Linked DNA regions of Mus musculus: regions 1, 2, 3 and 5 are each linked to region 4. A link is a contact called in public HiChIP or PLAC-seq and promoter capture Hi-C data. All regions are on one chromosome and are shown on one strand. Each heading gives the region's core, a stretch centred on a gene start, on an enhancer-like site or on the middle of the called end of the contact. The rest is flanking DNA. Distances are from core to core; before and after follow the strand shown. Region 1 holds the start of C030013G03Rik (RIKEN cDNA C030013G03 gene). Region 2 overlaps Gm41527 (a long non-coding RNA gene). Region 3 holds the start of 4732491K20Rik (RIKEN cDNA 4732491K20 gene). Region 4 holds the start of Airn (antisense Igf2r RNA). Region 5 overlaps Plg (plasminogen).

Region 1 (2,700 bases), core at 141-2,640, 270 kb before region 4:
ATCCACTTATTTTCTTGATTATAAAACTGGTTCTCTCTCTCTTACTCCTCCATAAGAGCAGCAGTCTGAAAGGATTTTTATATCCTGTATTTATACAGGATTAATTAAAAATAGATGTCTATTCACATTTTCTAAAATACTTGGAACGCTGACTGGCCAGATAATGCCTGCTTTTCTGAGCGTTCTGCATGCCAGGGACCAGTGATAGATGTTGCGTTTCTCAGGCTCTTTTGCCGGTGCGGAGCTGCTTGGGTTTAGGGAGCTAATGTGCGATCAGAAGGAAGGGCTCTGCTTCTGGTCTTGATGCAGCTCCTGTCCCCATTCTGACTGTGACAGTGGTGACTGGTGGCTGGAGGTGCTATTTAGTGCTTACAACCCTGACCTAGCCACACGTGGGCAAAGGGATCTGACCCCCCTGACTGAGGTGGGATGACCTGTCTCAAATCTGGGCCACGCCTTCTGGTGTCACCTTATATAAATGACATGCCTGCTTGCCCTCACTCTCACTGGCAAGCCCATTTCTTCCCTGGCATTAGAGCTCACCTCTTTGGCTTTCCAGTATACACTGTATTGATGGGGATGTCAAAGTTGGCCATCAGTCTGGGCAGAGGCTCATTACCAAGACTGCACCGTGGTGCCTACCTTTTCCCTCTATTTTTCTAGTCCTTCCAAATTAGTTCAATATAATCCTTTTGCTCGGTGGATCCCAGCCTGATCCATCTAGCCTGGATTCTATTTTTATGACTTTGCGCATGCTGGCTTGCAAAGGCACAAAGTAAGTGTCAACAACACATTTGTATTTAAACAAATCCAGGGATGTAGTTCTGTGTCTGTTAGATCAGAGACCCCTCTAACTGCCCCTCTCTTGCCCAGAAATCAGGCCACAACCCTTCAGTTCCTGGACATTTGACAAGGAAGCTGCCTGCACTGTGGCCTTCCAGTTTTTTTCCCTCTTGTTTCAGCTGCTAGGGCCCAGCTCTCATGATAACCCAGCCTGAGAGAACCTTCCATTGTAAGTTTATGTCTAGAGCCTTCTTCCATGTCAGGGGTCACACAGGCTGCGTTACATGGAACCTCTTCCCTGCCTCCTCTGAAAACCTGTGAGAGTCAGAAACTCCCTTTGTGCTAGGGATCTGAAGGTTGTCCCTGCAAGATCCCTTCACAGTACTTGCACTCTGTGATGGCTTTTCTTGGCTGGCAAAATTGACTACATTTGGGATTAACTAAAACCCAAGCAGCTAGGTACACCAGTAAGGAATCCTTGATTGAGTCATTTGAGTGGGAAGACTTACCCTAAATCTGGATCTTTTCGGATAGGAAGATCCACCTTAAATCTGGGCCACGCCTTCTGGTGGCAGACTATATAAAGAACACAAGGAGGAAGCACCTGCTCTTTGCCTGCTTGTCCTCACTCTCACTGGCAAGTTCATTTCTTCACTGGCACTGCAGCCTGCCTCTTTGGGGTTCCAACAGATACTGTAAGACCAGCTGAGACATCCAGCCTCGTGGACTGAATAACTACTGGACTCTTGGACTTTCTATCAAGAGAGAATAGTTGGACTACAGCATGTAAGCCTCCCCAATAAATCATTGTAGGAATAATATATATAGAATAAATATTACATATATATCATATAAACATGGGGTGTATATATATATATACATATATATATAGAAAATGGGATATATATGTGATATATGATATATATGTGTTTGTGTGTCTCTCTCTGTGTGTATGTGTATATATATGTGTATATATATAAATATATATATATGTGTGTATATATATAAATATATATATATACATTCTATCAATTCAGTTCCTCTCGAGAATCCTGACTAATAACACTCTCCAAATTCTCTCCCCCAGGGATTCATTGAGGCTGTCTTTTGAAGGGAAATTCAGTTTAGCCTCCTTTTTATGAACTGCTTTCATTTTTATATTTTAAAAACTTACTAGTGTGCGGGCGGGGGTATGTGCACACATGCTGGGGCACATACATGCCAGGTGGAGGTCAGAGGACAATGCCACAGAGCCAGTTCTTTTGTTTATGGGTTCCAGGGCTCAACCTAAGGCCCTTGGGCTTGTACAGCATGCATCTCTGCCTGCTGAGCCATCTCAACAGCCAAATGGACTGTTTTAAACATTGTAACATACTGATACCAAACCTGAGGGCTGAAGGTCTCTCCCTGTCTTCAAGGACATGCTGTCCCTAGTCGGTGAACTACCCTGGGAACTGAAGGGTGCCTCCCTTCAGGACCCCTATCATACCTGTGATGGCTTTCCCTCCCGATCCTCTTCTACTTGAGGACTGGTCACTCTCGGGAGCCTGTGGTCAGGAGGCTGATTTCTTTTAAGTGTCAAAGTTTCTGGTATGGGGAACACTTGAGACTCAAGTGCTCTCTGTGACTGCTCTCTGTGAGCAGCACACTTCAGCATGCTGGGATGGACACTCCAAGCCTCTGGGTCCTCTCTGCATTCCCTATGTGTTGCTGTATATAATAGACAGCTGGGCTAAATTTACAGTGTTTAAAGAAATATCAGCAGATAGTGGCACCTGGGGGCTTCATAGGCTAAGCCCTCCACCCCAATAAAGCACCAGGTGTGTTTGGTGGTTCCTCGGGAGACCTAAACCCAACAAGGATCATAGGTCATCTTAGATCACCAAATTTCCTGACATTGTCATCAGAGACACAAAC
Region 2 (2,700 bases), core at 23-2,522, 380 kb before region 4:
TTGGGTTTTCCTCACCTATTTTGTCACCGCGATGGAAAATTAACTAATGTGCCTTTTAACCACTTTTGGCCCTTACTGTAAAAATTTTAAAGGCAGAGTATTTCTCAAGGTTAATTAACATTCTTGGAAGAGGTTGGAGGCTCATTCATTCATTTCAACACAACCAATTCATTCCTTATACTACTGGATCAATGAGAAGAGCCACCCTCAATGGGCGATGTCCCAAGAAAGAAGTGACTGCCCCCTCAGGCCACCACCCTCAGTCTACCATGGAGGCTTCTCTATGCTTTATATGTTTTTTTTTTTTACACAGTGTGTATCTGTGCATGTGTGTGACTGTGTTGTATATGGGTGGGAGCACATGTGTATGTAAACAAAGCATGTTTGGAGGCCCAAGAGTAATGGCTGGAGGCTTCCTTAACTGCTCCCCACCTTGCTTTTTGATCAAGATGTCTTAGTCATAGTTCTACTTCTGTGAACAGACACCATGACCAAGGCAAGTCTTATAAAGACAACATTCAATTGGGGCTGGCTTACAGGTTCAGAGGTTCAGTCCATTATCATTAAGGCAGGAGCAAGGCAGCATCCAGGCAGGCTTGGTACAGGAGGAGCTGAGAGTTCTACATCTTCATCTGAAAGCTGCTAGTTTAAGACTCACTTCCAGGCAGCTAGCACTAGGGTATTTAAGCCCACACCCACAGTGTCACACCTACTCCAACAAGGCCACACTTCCTAATAGTGCCACTCCCTGGACAAAGCATATACAAACCATCACACAAGGTCTCTCACTCACACCCAGAGCTTCCTGGGTTGGTCAGTCTGGCTAGCCAGCTTGCGCCCGGGATCTCCTGTCTTTTGGCTTCTGAGACTGGAGTTGGAAGTGACTCACCATGTCTCGCCTGTCATTTACACAGGCTTTGGGACCTGAACTCTGGCTCTCTTGCTTCTGAAGCCAGTATTGTTGAGCCATCTCTCCTGCCCAAGGATCCCCTATTCTTAGAGATGGTTGCTTGAATTCAGGGGCTGTGGTTGGCGGCCCTGTAGATAACATGACAGAATTTCTCTAAGTGTCAATCATTCAGTTTGTTAACGATCACAAAAGAAAGGCTTGGCTATTGAATGATCTGCTGAGCACTCGTGCTTAGGAAACAACAGTCCGGGCAGGTTATGATGTAAGAAGCAGGGGAAATATGGGCACTACACACTCCCTGACCACAAGCAATCTACTTTCAGTTTTGCAGCTAGGGTGATGTGAATTTGATACTCATTCAGTAGAAACTGCCTTTTGAATCATAGTCATTTCCCAGGCTGATGACACCGCACTTTCTCACTCGCTGTATCACACCCCACTTAGATACTGGGTCATGGGGGCAAATAGTACTCTGCTGTACTATGAGATGAGCAAGCGCATTGTTGGTCCATGCTATTTCGGGATGACCTTGGGTTAGGAGTATAACTCCATCCTGGGTGGGGCAGCAGCTATAGTCTCCTTCAGCGTCTCGGCTTCTCTCTGCCTTTCTCTGAAACCCTGGTGGCCACGCCGGGTTCAGCAAATGCTGTGGGCTGTGGGCGTTAGACAGCTTGTGTGGAGACGCATGGTGTCTAGCAGCCGTGCAGTTGGTGGTGCCTGCTGTTTCCTTTAGTCTTTGCAGAGAGATGCTATAGCAGTCACATGACCTCATCCTCCATGGGTGGCCTAGCCCTAGGCTTGCTTCCATTTAGTCTTTAAACTGGCGACTTTGAGAGGGTAGAGCTTGTGACTGGAAGGGATAGAGGTTTTGTTTTTTTTTTGTTTGTTTGTTTTTGTTTTTTTTTGTTTTTTTGGTTTTTTTGAGAACATTGTTAAAAAGCCGATCAGAGCGGGTAATTTTGCAGCACACTACCAAGGAGAAAGCTAGCAGATAAAATCTCCGATGACAGGGGAAATAAAATCCAAATAACAATGAGAAAAAAATTGTGTTGCATAGAATGATTCTAGATGAGAAAAGAATTGGGATCCTGGCCAAAGAAGCAGTAGCAACAAGTATAACAAACATTCTGAGGTCACTCATGGCTGTTAATACATAGCCAGGATAATATGTGACATTACAGTCATGGATAGTAACATATAGCCAGGATACTATGTGACATTACAATCATGGATAGTAACATATAGCCAGGATAATATGTGACATTACAGTCATGGATAGTAACAGATAGCCAGGATACTATGTGACATTATAGTCACGGATAGTAACATATAGCCAGGATACTATGTGACATTACAGTCATGGATAGTAACATACAGCGGGTATTAACAAACAGCTAGCATACTACATGATATTAAGAACTTTTTTCTTTTCTTCCTTCCTTCCTTCCTTTCTTTCTTTCTTTCTTTCTTTCTTTTTTATTTTAAGATTTGTTTTGTTTTTAAATTGTATGTGGTGTGTACGTGTGTGTGATCAGGTACCTGCCAAAAAGGCTAGAAGAAGGTGTCTGATCATCTGGGCTGGAGCAACAGGTAGATGTGAGCCCCTAAATTGAATGCTGGGAATGAAACATGTAACATGTGCCCCCTGGAAGACCAGTAAATACTCTTAACCAATAGCAATAGCAATAATATTTTTATTAATAATTACAGTTGGGGTCACCACATGAAGAACTAACTGTATTAAAGGCATGCGGCATTAGAACGGTTGAGAACCACTGCTCCAGATGTGT
Region 3 (2,700 bases), core at 181-2,680, 420 kb before region 4:
TAAAAATTGCTCAACAGCTCAATACATTAAGAAAATTATGAACTTTCTGAAAAAAGACTTCTAATAGCACCCTGTACTATTCCTTAAAGAAAATGCCCCAAAAGATGTCACAGAACTATCTTGAAATTAAGAAACACAATGCAGTAGCTCTCACGGCTTTGAAAAAGTAAAATTCCTCTCAGGCAACCCAGTGGTGACAAGCAAGGATGTGAATGGCTCCCGTGTTCGGGTCTCGCTACAACTATAAATTTGCTATTTCTTCAAGCAGGAAAAAGCAAAGCTATTTAACTGCCTTCTTCCTGAGGTTATAGAGCGAGACCTTAAGCCAGGAGGAGTTGTGGGAGTGTTTTCACTATAGGGGACAGGAAGCAGTCAAAGTTTATCCTGAGATGCAAAGGACTGGCATTTAAACACAAAATCAGGACACCGTGAGTTTACCCTCCCAATTAAAACTTGAGACTCTTCGTAGCAGTTAAAAGAGCTTCTACGGAGCAGAATGCAACAGATACTCTGGGTACCAAAGTTCCATCTTGGAGCTTCCTGCGGTAGCAAAGTTTCACACATAAACCCTTAGCTATTTTCGTGCGCAACACTGCATCAGGCTGTTGCTAGAAGACAGTAAAAGGATCTCTGACAAGGAACCTTGTCTGCAGTTACGTGAAGCTTCGCCCTGGGGACAGAAGGCTGGGAGGCGCGCTGCAAAGGGCTGAAGGAGCAAGGAACTGCCGAGAGGCACGTCGCCTCTCTTTTCCTGGAAAAAGGAGAAAGATGGACCACCTTCCTTCCATCCGATCACTGATCCGAGCCCGAGCGGCAGTCCGGGGCAAGCTGGGGCTGTCTGCAGCAGGGCCCCGGGGAGCACTACTGCAAAGGCCAGGGTCGCTCGGGAGCTTGGCCTCCGAGCCCGGGCAGGGGTCGCGCGGAAGCGGAGCACCGGGCTCCGCGCTGCACCGCGCCCCTCCCGCCACCGGAGGTCCGGATGCTCCGCGCCCACCTGGCGCGCAGCCGAGGACCCCACGCCCCCTTCACGCGCCACCCTGCTCCCTCCGAGCTGCAGCTGCAGCCGTGCACTCACCTCGCCGCTGGGCAGCACTCCGGATCCGGCTCGGGCTGTGGCGGCGGTGCTGGCCGCAGCTCCTCCATGGCGGCTGCAGGGGTGTCGGCGAGGGCAGGAGGGGGCACCGGCTCGGCGATGGCGTCTCTCATCCGTGCACCAAGCTTCGCATGACCGCGGCGGGTCGTCAGCTGCAGCCTGGTGCGGGAAGACCAGGAGCCGCGGGGTGAGGGAGTGACTCGACTCCGCCTCCGCCTCTAGCCCGCCGCAGGAGCCGTGCGCGCAGCGGCCATCTTGGGAACGGCGGCCGGCCGAACGCTGGGCTACGGCGGGCAGCGAGGGACACGCCTCGGCGGGCGGCTGAGTCCGCCTGGGCGGGGCGAGGCGGGAGGGAGGAGCGCACTGGCCAGTGGTAAATCAGGTGTCGCTGGGTGACCGCGGGTGGCCTCGGGAGGTCCTGAGGCTAAGGGCACAGGAGACATTTGGAGAGGTAGGGTTGTCTGGGCGAGCAGGAATGCTTCATAAACTGGAGCTCAAGGTCTCTGCGCCACTGGATTCTGCCTTTCGGAATAAGGATGATGTCACCCAGACGCCCACAGCTCTGACATGGAAGTGTGGGCCTTCTGCAGACTCAGACCATCAGAGTGACACACCAATCAGGCAGCAGAGGACGCCGTCCTCACCCAGGATCCCAAGGTTAGAAAGTGCTTTTTCAGAAACTTGCACAGTTGCTACACTAAAGAAGAAAGAAAGGGATAAAGAAGTTGTAAAGATTTGAAGTTATTAAAAGAATTGAAATAGCAGAGCATCTTTCAGTCATTCTTAGCTTGCGCAGCTTTACAGCCTTTGAGTTGCAATCATGCCTTCTGAAATCCAGATTCAGTTCAGAAATCGTATTCAGAATCAAATATGTTTGTTTCCACTTAGTTTGATTTTTTTTAAAAAAATGATTCTTTAGCTTTGCTATGTAGAGATATAAATTTTGAACAAATTTTTTTAACTGACTGAAAGAAAAAATTTCAAGGTAAGATTTAAGAGCTAAGCAAGATAAAGATACTCTGAAATCAGCTGTGTTACAGAAATGTCTCTGTAATTAAAGAGCATACTCTTGCTGTTGTTACAGTAGACTACATTATCTATAATGTCTGCCAGTGCTGGATTTCTGAGTTGACATCCCTTTCATTAATTCAACAACATGCAGTCAGTCAACAACTATTCAGTGCACATATTGCATTAGGACTTCGGGAGACACTAAGGAAGCAGCCGTGAGAAGTTGCCTAATGGAGGGAGAGAGAACAAAGCAAAACGAAGCATTCAAAGGAAATGAACTCAGTCTATCCTAATAATTTTAAAGACCCATTCATTTTCACTGAGAGCTCTGCAGAGTGTTTCCCATCTCTCTGTAATTCTGATAGTTTCGTCTCCCTCTACACTGGGCTAACCTGAGCCCTCCTTAAATTGCATATGAGGAGAGTCGATAAGGAAACCTCTGACTGCTGCCAGGAAGTGAGCCAATGGGCACACTGCTTCCCACTCATAAAACGCTGAACACAAATCAGCCTCAGGAAGAGCCATGACTTTTTTTTATCCTTCATTGTCTACTGGGTACCGCATATTCTAGAAGGAACTAAAGACATTTACATCAT
Region 4 (2,700 bases), core at 109-2,608:
CAGAAGTAAATCAGCAGCTAGCTTGCTCTGCAACATGACCTCCATGGTTCATGCTGCCACAAACAGACTTTAAGATCTCAATTTGCACAATAGTGTGGTTATAGGTTGGTCTAAAATTAACATTCATCCTAACTCAAGTTTCACTCCAATTCTCACCATCTTTAAGACACATTTAGTTGGTGGTTCTGGGTGGTAGTGACGTGATGTGAATATAAATTGGGGGGAGGGGGAAATTGACCATTTAGTCCTCCAGGATCAGAATTCCTGTAACAAGAACACCAGAAGGGGAAAATGTTCTTAACAAAGAGCTTGAAGAGGGCCCCACTCACCAGGGTCTTCCCACACAGAAATGTAATGCTAGTCTGGATTCTGTGCTGTGAATCTGAAGGCTGGCAGCCCATAGTGGTGTTGAATTCCAGGAGTGATCTGGCTGAACTTCTCAAAAGTGAGTCACCTGTTTGGAGAGGATAAGAATGAACACACAATGAACAAACATAAAAGCACGTAGGCTCTTTTCTCACAGATAAGCACTAGGCAAGCCAGGAATGTTAAACACGCAGGGTTGTCTCTTCAAAGGGAGAGTAGATAACCTGTTTCCAGCCCAGGAGGCTGGGGGCAGGGGTGGTTAATAGCCTGGTGACCTCTGTGCTATTTCTGTAAGGCCAGGCCACAGCAGCTGCCCCAGACCCCTCCCATGAGCCTGCTTCCCCCAGACTCCTCCCATGAGCCTACTTCCTTAATCTATAGAATCTATCTATACAGAAGACTCACTTGAACCTCACAAAAGAATCAATGTAGTCATAAGTAAAGATTTATTGAACACATGGGATGGAGTTAATTAAAACCAGAGAACTTTTTTTTAATTGTGCTTTGCTTAAATGTGCCTAAAATAAACTGTAAGTCTCAAATTTTGAACCAATACTGGCAACTGAGTTGTGTGGAAGAGAACTGCCTGTTTATGTCCTGTAAAACTATGCTTTTGGTGGCTTGGTGGTCAGGAAAACCTTCACAGGAGTGGCACTGCATACTCTGCATCCAAGCAATGGAAAGACTAAGAGAAGTGTATCTCTCTCGGGGTTCAAGACAAGCAAGGACTACTCAATTAGACAACAGCTTTTAAAAAGAAGAAGAAGAAACATAACCGTAATATCTGTTATTCAAGTCTGCTTGAAATATCTGGTCTCTCTGGTGTTCCTCTAAATCTTTCTGACCTGCTCAGCAGGCAATTTATAGAAACACTTCCAGGACTGTAAGGCCATCTAAAACACAGGCTCCAGGCTGGAGCAAGAGGAGGAGCCAAAGCCTGGTGAGGTTGGGCTGAGCAGGGGGGATTAAGTGACACAGTTGGGGCGGAACTTAATAATCTCCACCCCCTGCCGAGGCTTCAACATTATATCTATCCCTCCTTGCTCTAGCGGGCAGCAAGAAGCACAGCACCGCCAGTTACCACGCAGACATCCTGGGGAACTGAGGTAAGCTAGGGTTCCCCGCGTGAAGCGCGGCAATGCGAGGGGAGGATTCTGCAGATGAGGGTAGGATTCCGTTGCAAGGGGAGGATTCCACGCGTTAGAGGATTCCGCAAAGGAAGGGTTCCACAGGAGGGAAGGGCTCTACGCGAGGTGAGGGTTCCACTGATCCGGCAGCTCGAGGGCTCCGACCAAGAGTTCCAGGCCGCTCAAAGGTTCCCCTACGCGAGATTCAGCGCTAGGGTGAAGATTTCTGGGCTACAAGAAAACTCAGCACTAGGGTGCCCCACTGCTCACCAGTGTTCTGAACTACACGAGGGCCGATAGGGCCGGTAGAAAGCCGAAAGCCGCGCTGCCGCCATGCCGCGTCAGCAAGAGGAGAAGGGAGGGGGGCGTCCAGCGCGGGCCGACTGCTGCACTGGGGGGGGGGGGGGTTTACGGGCGATCTAGAGCACGAGGGTGCCACGCTGCGCAAGGGGAGCAGGGGTTCGCGCTAGGGCACCACGCTGCTGGAGAGTTGGGGGGGGGGGTGGAGATCGGAGGATTTCTACACGACCTGATCCGCGGTTTGCGGGGCAGGGGGAAGGTTCGGTGGGTTCCGCGGCACTGCGCGAGCCAGGGTGCTGGCGTGTGCGCTGCCCCCCCCCCCCCCCCCCGTTCAGAGGATTTTAGCACAACTCCAATTGTGCTGCGATTCTGGTTGTGCCGAGTTGCGAGAGAGGCTAAGGGTGAAAAGCTGCACAAGGAGGGGATTCGGAGGGTTTAGAGGGTTCCGCGGCACTGCGCCGCAGTGCTGCCCGAGGGTTCGGAGCAATTCCGGTTGTGCCGTGATCCTTGGTTGTGCTGAGTTGCGGTGAGGGAAAGGGAAGGGAAAGCTCAGAGGGTTCCGAGCTATCCTGAGGGTGCGAAGCTGCACAAGGGCAGGGTTCCGAGGGTTCCGCGGCACTGCGTGAGCCCCGGTGCCGCGCTGCCCAAAGGTTCGGAGGGTTTTAATGCGATTCCGGTTGGGCTGTGATTCTGGTTATGCCAAGTTGCGCGAGGGGAGGGGAAGAGACGGCTCGGAGGATTCCGAGGTATCCTGAGGGTGCAAACTGCACAAGGGGAGGATTCGAAGGGTTCTGTGATCAGGGCCAACGCTCAAAAGTGCCATGTTACAGGAGAGATGAACTCAAAAGTGCCACGTTGCAAGAGAGGCAAGCTCAAAAGTGCCGCGTTGCAGGAGACGGAGGGAAGG
Region 5 (2,700 bases), core at 183-2,682, 330 kb before region 4:
TCAATGGCAGGCATTGGTTCTCTCAAGGTCAAGGACATTCCAGGGGCAGACAAATCTAGGATTTTGTCTCTTGCCGCACCTGTTTTGATGCTGATGTGTTGGGTGACCGTGTGATGTGCACGGCACTGGAAGGCACCAGGGAAGGGTTTGGACTATGTTTCACTCCTGATGTCACCATCCTTTCTAGATCTTCAAGACCTGAATTCTACAAGGTTATCCTGGGTGCGCACGAAGAATATATCCGTGGGTTGGATGTTCAGGAAATATCAGTAGCCAAACTGATCTTGGAGCCCAACAACCGTGACATTGCCCTGCTGAAACTAAGCCGGTATGGGTGCCCCTGGGTTTGAATCCCAAGCTGAGTAAAGACAGTGGCTTCATGGCAGGGTTTTTCGACCCACCACCATGGGGCAGAGCTGTCTAGTATGCAAAAGTATGGGAAATTAGGAAAAAATGGGGGTAAACTTAATCAAAAAACCAGGATTCAGTCCAGTTCTGCATACCCCAGGCATATTCCTTTAAAAGGAGTCCAGATTCAGTTTCCCCATATAGAGAAAGAATTAAAATATAAGGTGCAGAAACACCTCCGTGTCTCCATTACCTAATGCCCACCAGCTAATAATTTGCATCCACTTCATGCTGACAAAGCTCCTCCCTCAGTGACTCCAGGCTGACAAAGCTAATCTAAGTTACTCCAGGCTGACAAAGCTAATCCATCAGTTACTCCAGGCTGACAAAGCTTCTCTTAATATAATGAAAGAATCAAATGAGATTGTTTGATTACATCAAAGCACTTTTAAAACCTATAAACATGTGCTCAGCATGGTGGCACATGCCTTTGATCCCAGCACTTGGGGGATAGAAGCAGGTGGATCTCTGTGAGGTTGAGGCTAGCCTGGACTACATAGTAAGTTCCAGGAAAGCCAGGGCTATATAGAGAGACCTTAGCTCAAAAAACGAAAGCCCCAAACCAAAACAACAACAAGAGTCAGATCCCACAAGTATAGGGCTAGAGACCAGCAGTTAAGAGAGCCTGCTGCTTTTCCAGATGACTAGAGCTTGGCTCCCAGAATCTGTATTAAATGGTTCACCGCTACCTGGACTTTCAGCTCAAAGTGATCTAACACCCTCTTCCGGCCTCTGTTGGCACACACACAAAAAAGCAAAAACCAAGCAGACAAACCCAGGTAAGGAAGAGAACAGAACGAGACAAGAAACAATTCACAAACACAAACGCAAGTCTCATTTCCATTGTTCTTCTTTCTGTCCTTATTTTCCCTGCTGAGATGTATTTTTTAAAGCTAGACATTGGGTAATTAGGCTTGTTCCATGGAATTAGGAATGTTTGGAAGCAGGTCCACCCCCGTGGACACAGCTCACAAACGGTCAGCTATTTTGAGAAATAACACTTTTGGGACAGGCAACAGGCACGCAGTGCACATTAGCTGTGCCTGATGGCTTCCAGATGACAGGGAGATGATTCTGGCAGAAACAAGGACTGGTCCAGTCAGCGCAGGCTGCTGGAGGGAGTTCTCTGGTCTCAAACACTGGGCCATGGTTCTGGGCTGTAAACAGAGAGGCGATGTCTTGGGACATTTTGATGTATTAGAAAGCTAGAAGGAGGGACAGGAAGTTACTCTATAAATCAGCTGATGTCCCTCATGTCCCCAGAGCCTTCCCTTGCATCCCAGTAAATGAATGAATACAAGACCTGCCTGAGTGGTTCCCTTGGATTCACTAGGGTGATCCAGGGCTTGAACAGGTCATTCAGCAAATAGGAGGACCTTGCTCTCTGACAGCCTGACGTTTTCTGGCTTTGATTGTATCATAGCCGCACCCCACAGACCGAAGAGCAAAGGTCTTGGTGTCCTGTAAAGGACCCTATGCATGACATTCCTGTGAGAAGCTGGGTCTGTTTTGGTCATTCTGGGAAATCATGTCTGCTGCAAAGCTGGAGACAGTGTGGGTCCTGGATGAAAACAGGGCGTTCCTCATTTCCAGTCTTTTTTTTTTTTTTTTAATCTCTTGAATGCACTAAGGCTTTGGGTCTGAAAAAAAAAAATCAAAGTTAGAATACGTGTGAATCCATGGAACTTTATAACTCTATTTAGGTGCAGGTTCTTTGAAAACAGAGCTGTTTCACTTCTGTGAAGAGCTCACTTCCAAATCACTTTCTCTTGGTGAACACCACTTGTCCAGATTCTTGTAAGCAGTTCAGCATTTAACAGGCGAGAAGATCTGGGACGCAGAAAGGTAGAATAAATAGCCTCGGCCAAACACCTTTTGATCTTAGTGTAGCTGGATAGCATCTGGATGGTCCATCCACAGAAAGGCACCCTCTTACATTGAATAGCAAGTCACAAACCACAGGACAGGGCTCAGTTGGTAAAGCACTTGCCGCACGAGCGTGGAGACCCAAGCTCAAATCCCCAGTGTTATGTCAAACGCTTGGCATGAAGATATGCACCTGTAACCCCAACACTGGGGCCCAGGGGGAGACACAGGAGGACTCCTAGAGCTAGTCTCGCTGACTCAGTGAACTCCAGGTTCTGTGACAGACCCTGTCTCCAAAACTGAGGGGATGAACAATTGAGGAAGACACCTGAAACTGATCTCTGGACTTTCTATGCATATGCACAAGTGTGCATTTGGTTCCTGCATGGACACATGCGAACAAACATACATCCCCTCCCATACAAT

Evidence for each region. Promoter capture Hi-C pulls out the DNA fragments that hold promoters and counts their contacts. HiChIP or PLAC-seq counts read pairs in DNA pulled down with a chosen protein or histone mark.
Region 1: an H3K27ac HiChIP or PLAC-seq map of T-cell acute lymphoblastic leukemia shows a contact between it and region 4, with 6 times the contacts expected there. The contact joins the promoter of C030013G03Rik here to the promoter of Airn in region 4. A contact is called at or near these places in 1 of 39 promoter capture datasets (the 3T3-L1 cell line), 1 of 15 datasets of contacts at CTCF or cohesin (the NIH/3T3 cell line), 1 of 484 Hi-C or Micro-C datasets (nephron progenitors) and 2 of 115 datasets of contacts at active chromatin or transcription factors (T-cell acute lymphoblastic leukemia and large pre-B cells).
Region 2: an HNF4G HiChIP or PLAC-seq map of pancreatic cancer cells shows a contact between it and region 4. The contact joins the enhancer-like site here to the promoter of Airn in region 4. A contact is called at or near these places in 1 of 39 promoter capture datasets (the HPC-7 cell line) and 4 of 115 datasets of contacts at active chromatin or transcription factors (CD8 T cells, effector CD8 T cells, memory CD8 T cells and 1 more).
Region 3: a FOXA1 HiChIP or PLAC-seq map of pancreatic cancer cells shows a contact between it and region 4. The contact joins the promoter of 4732491K20Rik here to the promoter of Airn in region 4. A contact is called at or near these places in 1 of 39 promoter capture datasets (hippocampal neurons) and 4 of 115 datasets of contacts at active chromatin or transcription factors (bone marrow-derived dendritic cells, extraembryonic endoderm stem cells, memory CD8 T cells and 1 more).
Region 5: a contact with region 4 is called in a promoter capture Hi-C map of the 3T3-L1 cell line, with 4 times the contacts expected there. The contact joins the enhancer-like site here to the promoter of Airn in region 4. A contact is called at or near these places in 9 of 39 promoter capture datasets (the 3T3-L1 cell line, 3T3-L1-derived adipocytes, HPC-7-derived erythroid cells and 5 more), 7 of 115 datasets of contacts at active chromatin or transcription factors (the SCID.adh cell line, bone marrow-derived dendritic cells, craniofacial prominence and 4 more) and 1 of 9 other capture datasets (embryonic stem cells).

Annotation. Positions count from the first base shown.
Region 1 is chr17:12,465,454-12,468,153 of GRCm38.p6, forward strand. It overlaps C030013G03Rik (RIKEN cDNA C030013G03 gene), which reads left to right and starts at 1,391. Exons shown (of 2, transcript NR_077217.1): 1 at 1,391-1,569. The region is part of intron 1 of Slc22a3 (solute carrier family 22 (organic cation transporter), member 3); the gene reads right to left.
Region 2 is chr17:12,362,954-12,365,653 of GRCm38.p6, forward strand. All of the region lies in intron 1 of Gm41527 (a long non-coding RNA gene), which reads right to left. Among named protein-coding and RNA genes, the nearest start is that of Gm41527, 6.0 kb to the right of the region's middle. Within about 2 kb of position 1,273, at least 91 of the 459 cell types and tissues checked have an H3K27ac peak or open chromatin away from gene starts, as enhancers often do. A contact at or near this core is called in CD8 T cells, the HPC-7 cell line, effector CD8 T cells and 2 more, where this site is marked.
Region 3 is chr17:12,317,423-12,320,122 of GRCm38.p6, forward strand. 4732491K20Rik (RIKEN cDNA 4732491K20 gene) reads left to right here and starts at 1,431. Exons shown (of 2, transcript NR_045290.1): 1 at 1,431-1,750. Map3k4 (mitogen-activated protein kinase kinase kinase 4) reads right to left here and starts at 1,238. Exons shown (of 27, transcript NM_011948.2): 1 at 1,076-1,238. The coding sequence starts at 1,206.
Region 4 is chr17:12,739,953-12,742,652 of GRCm38.p6, forward strand. It overlaps Airn (antisense Igf2r RNA), which reads left to right and starts at 1,359. Exons shown (of 3, transcript NR_027773.1): 1 at 1,359-1,472. It overlaps Igf2r (insulin-like growth factor 2 receptor), which reads right to left. Exons shown (of 48, transcript NM_010515.2): 3 at 330-454.
Region 5 is chr17:12,411,274-12,413,973 of GRCm38.p6, forward strand. Plg (plasminogen) reads left to right here. Exons shown (of 19, transcript NM_008877.3): 16 at 188-328. Among named protein-coding and RNA genes, the nearest start is that of Plg, 34 kb to the left of the region's middle. Within about 2 kb of position 1,433, at least 30 of the 459 cell types and tissues checked have an H3K27ac peak or open chromatin away from gene starts, as enhancers often do.